Regions from separate parts of the Mus musculus genome. Here all the other regions are linked to region 1. The links are chromatin contacts, called in public Hi-C maps. All regions are on one chromosome and are shown on one strand. The core of a region is the stretch at or near the end of the contact, and the rest is flanking DNA. Distances in the headings are between cores, read along the strand shown. Region 1 overlaps Uimc1 (ubiquitin interaction motif containing 1). Region 2 holds the start of Tspan17 (tetraspanin 17). Region 3 has its middle 29 kb from the start of Tspan17.

Region 1 (3,186 bases), core at 470-2,969:
CTGTTCCCCCACCTCCCGACTTATTATATATTATTTATTTATATAGCAGTCTGCTACATGTATGCCTGAAGACCAGAAGAGGGCACCAGATCTTATTAAAGAAGGTTGTGAGCCATCATGTGTTTGTTGGGAATTGAACTCAGGACCTCTAGAGGAGCAGCCAGTGCTCTTAACCTCTTAGCCTTCTCTCCAGCCGTTTTTTTGTTTCTTGTTCTCTCTCTCTCTCTTTTTTGGGACCTAGAGCTTGCTGATTAAAACAGACTGGCTGGCCAGCAGTCCTCAGAGATCCTCTTGTCTCTGTCTCTCCATCACTGGGACAAAAGCCACCCTGTCCTGTTTTTTACCCAGGGATCAAGCTGAGGTCCTTAGGCTTGTGTGCCAAATACTTAACTGCAACCTAATAGATATTTATTTATTCAATAGCTGGTGTAACCCAGATTGTGCACACTAAAGATTCAAGTAATGCACAGGATAGGTTGTTTCATACTCCAGTAACTTTCTAAATATTCTCTGTGGTGTGTTAAGTGTAAGGAAGGCATACTTTGAAGAGAAATGTTTACTTTTTGTTTGCCAAAGACTAGAAAACACTTGATTAAATAACCTATAAGATCATTAAGAGGGATTATGATTCCATAAGCAGATATCTTTGATGCGAGACAGATACTTCTATCGCCTGTATGCCCGCAGTAGAAGTGGGAGGTGGTCCTAGTGGAGTAGACGGGCCAGCTGTGCTTGCTGTCCTACTCTTCCTCACTTAGGAAGTGCAGCACTGAGAAGTTTGTAAGGCCTGGGGCTTATGTAGGACTCACCTGTAGCTACCATCACTGCGTTTCCTACAGTACTTCATTGGATCTGTGGTACACCAGACAGAATTTTGGTAGAGGATGTATATGTTCCTTGACTGACTGATGTTTAGGTAGAACACAGAAACCTTCCTTGGAGTGAACTAGACTTTTATATCTCATGAATTAGCAACAGAGAGGGAACATCTTGTGGCTGGCAGTTTTGGTCACTTGTATTATTTTCAATATTAGAAAGGTTGTGGTTTCCCAGTCAGTGAACTTCTTCCTCACAGAATAGGTTTAAATTTTTTTGTTGTTTTGTTTTTTTGTTTTTCAAGACAGGGTTTCTCTGTGTAGCCCTGGTGTCTTGGAACTCACTCTGTAGACCAGGCTGGCCTCGAACTCAGAAATCCGTCTGCCTCTGCCTCCCGAGTGCTGGGATTAAAGGCGTGTGCCACCACGCCCGGAAAATTGTTTCTTCTTAATAAATTTTGTCTTCTATATCCTGAGTCTATTGCCAGCTAACATTTTTTTCTTTTAATGGTGAAGTGTTGACTCGGAGACGAAGAGAGGCCAAGAACAAGAGTGACGGTCGGACAGCTGCACAGCCGGCTCTGGATGCCAACAGGTAGGCGGGCACACTCTGTTCCTTATCTGACACAGCAGCACCTGCACCAGGTGAAGCCACTAGTGCCTGTCCCCTGTATTTCTCTGGTTGTCCGTCCTGCCATCATTGTTTGAAAGCCTGAATTTCTTTTTCTTATAATTTCAGTGTAGACCACTCATCTGTTTTTTCAGTTAAAAATGATCCTGCTTCTGCATTGTTCTAAGGCTTCTGTTTTCTTTGAATTTATAAATGGGTGTTTGGTGCTTTGGGGAAGCAGTGAGCATTTTGCAATGTCATAATATAGCAGTTGAGTTGCAGGATGTTGAGCAATATAGAAGACTTCCTTGGGATGTGGCTTGTAGCTTGACTAAGAGCACATTCTGAGGAAGAGGTCAGGTGTAGATGTGGCCTCCTGAAAACAGAGCCGTTTCCACAGGACATTAGAATAGTGAGTTGTTAGGCAGAAATTTTTGTTTGCGGTTTTTTTTCTTCATTAAAACTTTATTTTCCACTTATCAGTGAGTACATATTGTGAGAGTTCCTTTGTGATTGGGTTACCTCACTCAGGATGATGCCCTCCAGGTCCATCCATTTGCCTAGGAATTTTATAAATTCATTCTTTTTAATAGCTGAGTAGTACTCCATTGTGTAAATGTACCACATTTTCTGTATCCATTCCTCTGTTGAGGGGCATCTGGGTTCTTTCCAGCTTCTGGCTATTATAAATAAGGCTGCTATGAACATAGTGGAGCATGTGTCCTTCTTACCGGTTGGGGCATCTTCTGGATATATGCCCAGAAGAGGTATTGCTGGATCTTCCGGTAGTACTATGTCCAATTTTCTGAGGAACCGCCAGAATGATTTCCAGAGTGGTTGTACAAGCTTGCAATCCCACCAACAATGGAGGAGCGTTCCTCTTTCTCCACATCCTCGCCAAAACTGCATGGTACTGGTATAGCGACAGACAAGTAGACCAATGGAACAGAATTGAAGACCCAGAGATGAACCCACACACCTATGGTCACTTGATCTTTGACAAGGGAGCTAAAACCATCCAGTGGAAAAAAGACAGCATTTTCAACAAATGGTGCTGGCACAACTGGCTGTTATCATGTAGAAGATTGCGAATTGATCCATTACTATCTCCTTGTACTAAGGTCAAATCTAAGTGGATTAAGGAACTCCACATAAAACCAGAGACACTGAAACTTACAGAGGAGAAAGTAGGGAAAAGCCTCGAAGATATGGGTACAGGGGAAAAATTCCTGAATAGAACAGCAATGGCTTGTGCTGTAAGATCGAGAATCGATAAATGGGACCTCATAAAATTATAAAGCTTCTGCAAGGCAAAAGACATCGTCAATAAGACAAAAAGACCACCAACAGATTGGGAAAGGATCTTTACCTATCCCAAATCGGACAGGGGACTAATATCCAATATATATAAAGAACTCAAGAAGGTAGACTCCATAAAATCAAATAACGCCATTAAAAAATGGGGCTCAGAACTGAACAAAGATTTCTCACCCGAGGAATACCGAATGGCAGAGAAGCACCTGAAAAAATGTTCAACATCCTTAATCATCAGGGAAATGCAAATCAAAACAACCCTGAGATTCCACCTCACTCTTGTCTCTAGCTGCATATGTATCAAAAGATGGCCTAGTCGGCCATCACTGCAAAGAGAGGCCCATTGGACACGCAAACTTTATATGCCCCAGTACAGGGGAAACGCCAGGGCCAAAAAGGGGGAGTGGGTGGGTATGGGGGACTTTTGGTATAGCATTGGAAATGTAA
Region 2 (3,186 bases), core at 338-2,837, 250 kb after region 1:
CTGCCCCCATGCCACCCAAGCATAGGACCTTAATGTTCTGTCCATCTTTACTCCCCTGCCCAGGCGCCCCACCCTTGCCCAGGAACAAAGCTGGGACTTTCATCCCCCTACCCCCAGAGTTACTTAGCCTCTCTTCCTTCCCTCCACCCACTGATAATCATGTTTCTCGAGACAAATAATTTAAGCTCTTACCGTCTATTCATTCAGTCCCCTATCTGTAAACTACAGATAATAATAAGGCAGTCGGGAGAATGTGCCTCATCAGAATTCATGTGTTACTAAGCTGGGTGTGATGGCTCACACCTGTAATCCCAGCACCCAAGAAACTCAGACAGGAAAACTGCAGCAAATTGCAAGCCAGAATGGGCTAGAGTGAGACCCTGTCTCAACAACAAAAAACTCTCGTTTAATCTAACAACCCAGAAGGATAAACTCCAATACTGGCTCCTCCAAGGCTGGAAAGCTAAAGCCCAGAGAGCAAAGAGGCTCGCCCAAAAGCCTCTGGACAAGGCCTGCTACACTCAGGCCCTTTGACTTCCAGGCCAGCGCTCCCTGTAGCTGCCCACACCCTACAGAACAGAAGACTGCTGACATCCAAGGACACCCACCACAGGGCAAACCCGACGGCTCGTGGGTGGAGAACAGAGCCGCTGAATCCTGCTGAATGCAAGTGGGAAAGGCCTGGCATAAAGGACAGCAAGCACAGCCCGGCTTTGGCGATAGGATGGGGGAGGGAGAAGAGAAAGATGACTTGGCAGGACCAGGACACAGATGCCACACAGAAGGAAGCCTCTGTTTGTTTGGTCAGCTATGGAATGCTGAATTCTGTTCCCAAGGGACAGTTCCCTGTTCTCAACTGGAGCTCCTCTCCCTGCAGAGGCAGAGGCCTTGGCTTTCCTCTCTCCTAACCTCCTGGCTCACAAGCTTCTGAGCGTCTGTAGGGTAGACTCGGGGCTAGGACCCAGCCTCGCGAACCTCACCGCACCATGCTGGGAGCTGGAGTGGCCGGGAGGCGGGGCGGGGCTGGTCCGCAACTACCGCGCCCCTGCAGTCTTCCGGCAAACGCCGCCCCCTTTTTCGCCCAAACTTGGGGCTGCAAAGAGAGACTCCCAGCACCTCCTGCTGGGACTGGGTCCCGCCCCCCAGCTATCCCAGTAGCTCCCCAGAATAGTTGGGGACGGGGCATCGGGGTGGAGGGGGTGGGGGACAGTCCCTGGTCGCAAGCTCCTGAGACGGGATCTCCCTCACCAGCAACTGAGACTCCCTAACCCCTATCCTCAGCGCAGAGCGAGAAGCGGACTCGCGCTCACCCAGAAGACAATGTTGAAGCCAAACAGGAAGTATTTCCCGCAGCAGCCGACCTCAGGGTCCTGGAATTGCTGGTGCTTGCCGGGCATGGTGAGCGGCCACCTGCCGTCCCGGGAACCCGAGCCGGTGACCGGCCCAGCCCTCTGCGGGCCGCCCAGGCCTGGAGCAGCCCCGGGCCTAGCCCGGTGGCTGCGGCTTCATGGTCAAAGCCACACAGCTCACCGGCTGCCCCGCCCGCTGTGGCACCGCCCACGGCGCTCGGACAGCCACACCCGGAGTGCGGTGCCCTCATCCGACCCCGCCCTCCAACAGCGCTCCGGCCCCGCCCACAGTGTCAGTCCACACCCCGCCCCAGCAAGGCTCGGTCTTCTTGGAGCCCCGCCCACGACCCCGTCCCAGTCAAGTTCAGTCCTCACGGGCCCCGCCCATAACCACGACTCCGCCCCCAGCCGGGCTTAATCCTCTCAGGCTCCGCCCATGCCTAGCCGCTGTCCTCCCGCAGTCCCGCCTACGCCCCGCCCAAGGCTCTGCCCTAGCTAACTTCTGTTCTCGAGCTCCGCCTCTAAACCGGGTCCCGCCTCTGATGAGCCCCAAACCCCGCCTCCAACCGGCCTCAGTCCTCCTGGAGCTCCGCCCTACTCAGCCTCAGTTCTGAGCCACAGTCGGCCTTCTTGGAGCCACGCCCAAGACATCCGTCTTTTTTTTTTTTTTATGGTCCACAGGTCTCACTTCTCCCCAAGACCCTGCCTCTGGGCCAGGCTTTGGCTACACCCCAGTCACACTCAACCCCTTGCAACCCCCACCTCTGAAGAGTCCCCGTCTCCTCTCTAAGTCCGTCCTCCAGTTAGCTTCTCTCAAGTTCCCCAAGTCCTCCAGAGGCCCCAGATGAGCCAACTGGCAAAGCTGGTGAGCCAAGTGTGAATAATTACAGTGGATCTCCAGTCTAAGATTCAAGAACCAGAGGAGTCCACTCCCCAGGGATAAGTGGTTGGGAATAGTGGGACCAATGAACAGTGCCATGCATTCACACACAGTGTAGTTGAATACAAACAGGCTGGCGTGCCATGCCACGCCTGTTCTGTTTTGCCTATTCCTATGGTCGCCCTGTCCCATACCTACTTGACTGCCTTGATACCTGGGATTCACCAGAGTCCTTCTGATGCAAAACAGGACAGAGCAGATGCAGGTTTAGGTACGTCTGATCTTAAATATTTAGATTCCAAGTTTGTTCCAGAAGTGTTTATTTAGATACAGAAAGGGCCTTAAGCATCATCAGCATCAAGTGAATCCCTCCTAACAAGACCACGGTGAAGCCTAACTACCACTGTAATCTCTTCACTCATGAAGGTTTATCCATCCATCATTTCAGCAGGAGGAGACACACAGAATCCATAGGACTGTCTTCAGATGGGAAGGCTGTGCAGGGCATTCCCAGTTCCCAGTCCTACCTGTCTTTACACAAATTCCTCTCTAACCTAGTCCATACTTGAAGGGGGGGGGGAGGAGAGAGGGAGGGAGGGAGAGAGGGAGGGAGGGAGAGAGGGAGGGAGGGAGAGAGGGAGGGAGGGAGGGAGGGAGGCAGGGAGACAGGGAGGGAGGGAGGGAGAGAGGGAGGGAGAGAGGGAGGGAGAGAAGGAAGGAAAGAGGGAGGGAGGGAAAGAGGGAGGGAGGGAAAGAGGGAGGGAGGGAGAACCCAATCACAACTGGTCCAGGGAAGGAACAGGTGTTAGGATGGGTACCCAAGCTACAGATCTGATGAGGGTAACCCCATAATCAGCCTTTAAGCTCACAGAGAACTGAACTCCTAACCCTTAATATCAGTGGCCTGGAACCATCCTCCCAAGACAGAAGAGCCTGCCTCAGGAGTCTCCTGTCCTT
Region 3 (3,186 bases), core at 387-2,886, 220 kb after region 1:
TCCTGCCCACGATTCCCCCAGGCATGGTACTTTAAAACTGTCTCCACTCACCAGTGGACGATATTCTGGTCAGTTCACATGCACGCACATACACACACACATAGACACACACACATGCACACATATATACACATTTGTACACACATACACATATGCACATACATATGTACACATGCACACAAATACACACATATGTACACACATATGCACATGCACACACATACACACATGCACACACATACATACTTGCACATAAACACACATATACACAAAAACACATATGCACACACACATACACAAACATTCACACACATACTCATATGCACATACATACACACATGTACACACTTACACACACATGCACACACACACACACACATAGCATCAGCAACTCCTCTACTCATCTGCTCTGGAGAAAACCCTGTTCTTGTACCTGAAAAGAGGGAAAGGGGTGTTCCTTGAATCACATTTGTAGTTGTGGAGAATTGGAAACTACCAATCGGTGCATTGAGGGGACAGGAACCCTGAGTGACAGTTCTGGGAACAGCCTAGAACCAACTGTGCCTACACAGAACTTGGAAACATGTTGAGTGAAAGTAGGTTGAATGACCCAGAACGGGTCTTTCCTCTTTAGAAACGGGGGAATACCCACAAAAACAGAACTGACATTTTAAAAGTCTCTGTGTAATTATAAAGCAAGAGGAGTAGGTTGTTGCCCCTGGGTTGGGCCAGAGGGGCCAGGACTAGGGCAAATGGACACCAGGAGTTTCGCCTGTAGTGTTCTAACCTTTCCTTTTATATGTACATATATGTGTGTATGTGTGTGCATGAGTATGTGTGTACATGTTTGTGTATGTGTGTGCATGTATGTGTGTGCATATGTGTGTGTATATATGTGTGTGTGTATATGTATGTATGTATGTGTGTATATATATATATATCTTCAAACACACTAGAAGAGGGCATTGGATCCCATTACAGATGGTTGGGAGCCACCATGCAGCTGCTGGGATTTGAACTCAGGACCTCTGGAAGAGCAGTCAGTGCTCTTAACCACCAAGCCATCTCTCCAGCCTCTCGAACTTTTTCAAAGGGAGAACAACATGCCAAACAAAAGGATTCCAGTGCTGCGCTGTCCCTCACAAGGACCCTCCAGGCTGCCCTGCCCTGCCCTCCTCGTCCCCTGCCATACACACACACACACACACACACACACACACCGTCCTCTACCCCTCCATGGACCCGGGGCTGAAGGCTGTTAGGTCTTCCATTTAAAACTCCTCAAGCTTGCAGCACGGGGAGTTCCTTATTCCCTCTCAGATGTAGCTGTCTGTCAGCAGTAATAGTCTCTTTCGATTTCATTTCCTTCAGCTCCTGCCAGCCACTGCCAAGCGCCTCCTTCCCATCCCGGCCTCACCCCTCCTCAGCCCCCAAGTCAAGGGAAAAAAATACATTTTTGCCTTTACTATGATGTATGTGATCCCATAAAATAGTGAAACAGATATGAAAGGTTGAGGGGAGGTAGATAAATGGCTCCTATTATTCTACCAATCAAATGAAATACCTCTCCACATCCTCATTTGAATGATAATAAAACTCCGAGAGGCTGCCGCTCTCTGTTGTCACCACCGCTAGCAGCTCTGTGGCTACAGACCAAGGTAACCTTGGGGTGTCCTCCGCAGAGGCCAGCATTCGGCTCCTCTGGCTCCTCTAGTCTCCCCCTCCCCCAACCAAGGAATCCCCCTCCTCTCACTTCCCCTCCCTTCCCTGCTCTAACCGGACAGCACTGGACCGTTATACACCTATTTGCTCAACCCCCATACCCTCCGAGATCCACAGGGTGGAATCAAAAGCCAGGGTCACTGCAGAATACCCTTCTCTCTGCCACAGCCTGTCACTTGAGGTCCCAGCCCCCTTCCCAGTGACCTCCACAGAAAGCCTCTGGCTATCTGCTGGTGTAGCCCTGTCCTCCAACCTGGGCAGTGTCACAAGCCCCATCCGTAGATGGATAGGGCTTATGTGTGGGCTATTCCGCTCCAAATTCCCTGCAGGCTGGTGCCACACTGGGTGCTTATGCAGTCTCGTTCATTCATTCCACGTACATTTTGAGAACAGGCCCTCCTACCCACAGACACAGGACCAGAGGAAGAGCTGGTGCCAAGCTACCTTCAGTGGGTTCCAGTGGGAGTGGGACCACCCGCTCTGAGCCTGACGTAAACAGGCCTTCCAATGGTTAGGCCTTAGAGTCTACAGTGTGGCTTCCCCTGTATCTCAGGTGCCTGCTTTGAGCTTGACTGAGGTCAACCCAACTCTCAACCACTGGGGGACACTAATGGCTTTTGTCTTCCATTCACTCCCCCTCACCTTGTCAGGAAATGAGTGGCCTTCACCTTTTCCCATCAAGGCCATGCTGGCTGCTGTCAGTCCTGGAGTCCACCCTGAGGGTAATAACCTGGGGGGGGAGCCAAGCTGGCCCCTCTTGGTTCTTTGGTTCTTAGCAGAATTTCTCATCTTGGTGGCAGCCCTCTAAAGAGAGGCCTGTCATGGCAGATGGTCCTTTATTTCAACGGTTTAGGCTAGAATTTTTCAGTTTTACAGTGTTGGAAGTGCCTATCCAGACAACCGTCCTGTTTCTCACTTTCAGCGTTATGTTCAATAAATTACCTGTGATGTTCAACACTTTATTTTAAATAGGCTTGTGTTAATGATTTGCCCAACGATGCTAATGAACACTTCTCAGGACAGCAGACTAGGCGAGTAAGCCATGATGCTCTGTGGGGCTGGAGGGCAGGGTGGTTTAGAGCGTTTTCCAATTAACAATAGTTTCAACTTACAATCAGTCTAAAGGCCTGGATACACAACATGTGCATGCATGCACTCGCACACGCACGCACACGCATGCACACACACACACACACACGCACGCACACGCACATACCATTCTGACCCAACTTTCACACTTTTTTTCCAGGTACTCTGCTTCACTAAGGTGGCTAAGTTTTTGGTCAGAGACTGACCAAGGTATGGACTATACCCAAGCTACCCCCCCCCAAGGCACTGGGACTTCTGTGTCACCTGCTGAACTGGGACACTCATTGTCTTTCTCTCCTTTGCAATAAATCCCTCTTCTCTCCAGTACTGGTGTCAATGCCTGGCCCACATATGTGGCCAGGTCATTGAAACAGT

The links. A called contact is a pair of places that touch in the nucleus more often than the background predicts.
Region 2: a contact with region 1 is called in a Hi-C map of bone marrow-derived macrophages, with 44 read pairs. The contact joins the promoter of Tspan17 here to the enhancer-like site in region 1. A contact is called at or near these places in 13 of 39 promoter capture datasets (the 3T3-L1 cell line, 3T3-L1-derived adipocytes, the C10 cell line and 9 more), 9 of 15 datasets of contacts at CTCF or cohesin (CD8 T cells, the NIH/3T3 cell line, embryonic stem cells and 2 more), 68 of 484 Hi-C or Micro-C datasets (the 63-12 cell line, the AML12 cell line, the G1E-ER4 cell line and 30 more), 25 of 115 datasets of contacts at active chromatin or transcription factors (the HPC-7 cell line, the NIH/3T3 cell line, SST interneurons and 17 more) and 5 of 9 other capture datasets (adipose tissue, bone marrow-derived macrophages, liver and 2 more).
Region 3: a Hi-C map of bone marrow-derived macrophages shows a contact between it and region 1, with 19 read pairs. The contact joins two enhancer-like sites. A contact is called at or near these places in 4 of 15 datasets of contacts at CTCF or cohesin (the NIH/3T3 cell line and embryonic stem cells), 34 of 484 Hi-C or Micro-C datasets (the AML12 cell line, the MPC-11 cell line, the N1E-115 cell line and 16 more) and 8 of 115 datasets of contacts at active chromatin or transcription factors (the HPC-7 cell line, acute myeloid leukemia, bone marrow-derived dendritic cells and 4 more).

The regions. Positions count from the first base shown.
Region 1 is chr13:55,038,769-55,041,954 of GRCm38.p6, reverse strand. Uimc1 (ubiquitin interaction motif containing 1) reads left to right here. Exons shown (of 15, transcript NM_011307.3): 11 at 1,332-1,410. Among named protein-coding and RNA genes, the nearest start is that of Hk3, 19 kb to the right of the region's middle. Within about 2 kb of position 1,719, at least 55 of the 459 cell types and tissues checked have an H3K27ac peak or open chromatin away from gene starts, as enhancers often do. A contact at or near this core is called in the HPC-7 cell line, acute myeloid leukemia, adipose tissue and 4 more, where this site is marked.
Region 2 is chr13:54,787,806-54,790,991 of GRCm38.p6, reverse strand. It overlaps Tspan17 (tetraspanin 17), which reads right to left and starts at 1,587. Exons shown (of 8, transcript NM_028841.3): 1 at 1,311-1,587. The coding sequence starts at 1,397. Eif4e1b (eukaryotic translation initiation factor 4E family member 1B) reads right to left here. Exons shown (of 7, transcript NM_001033269.3): 7 at 2,533-3,186.
Region 3 is chr13:54,817,106-54,820,291 of GRCm38.p6, reverse strand. No RefSeq gene overlaps it. Among named protein-coding and RNA genes, the nearest start is that of Tspan17, 29 kb to the right of the region's middle. Within about 2 kb of position 1,636, at least 24 of the 459 cell types and tissues checked have an H3K27ac peak or open chromatin away from gene starts, as enhancers often do. A contact at or near this core is called in bone marrow-derived macrophages, where this site is marked.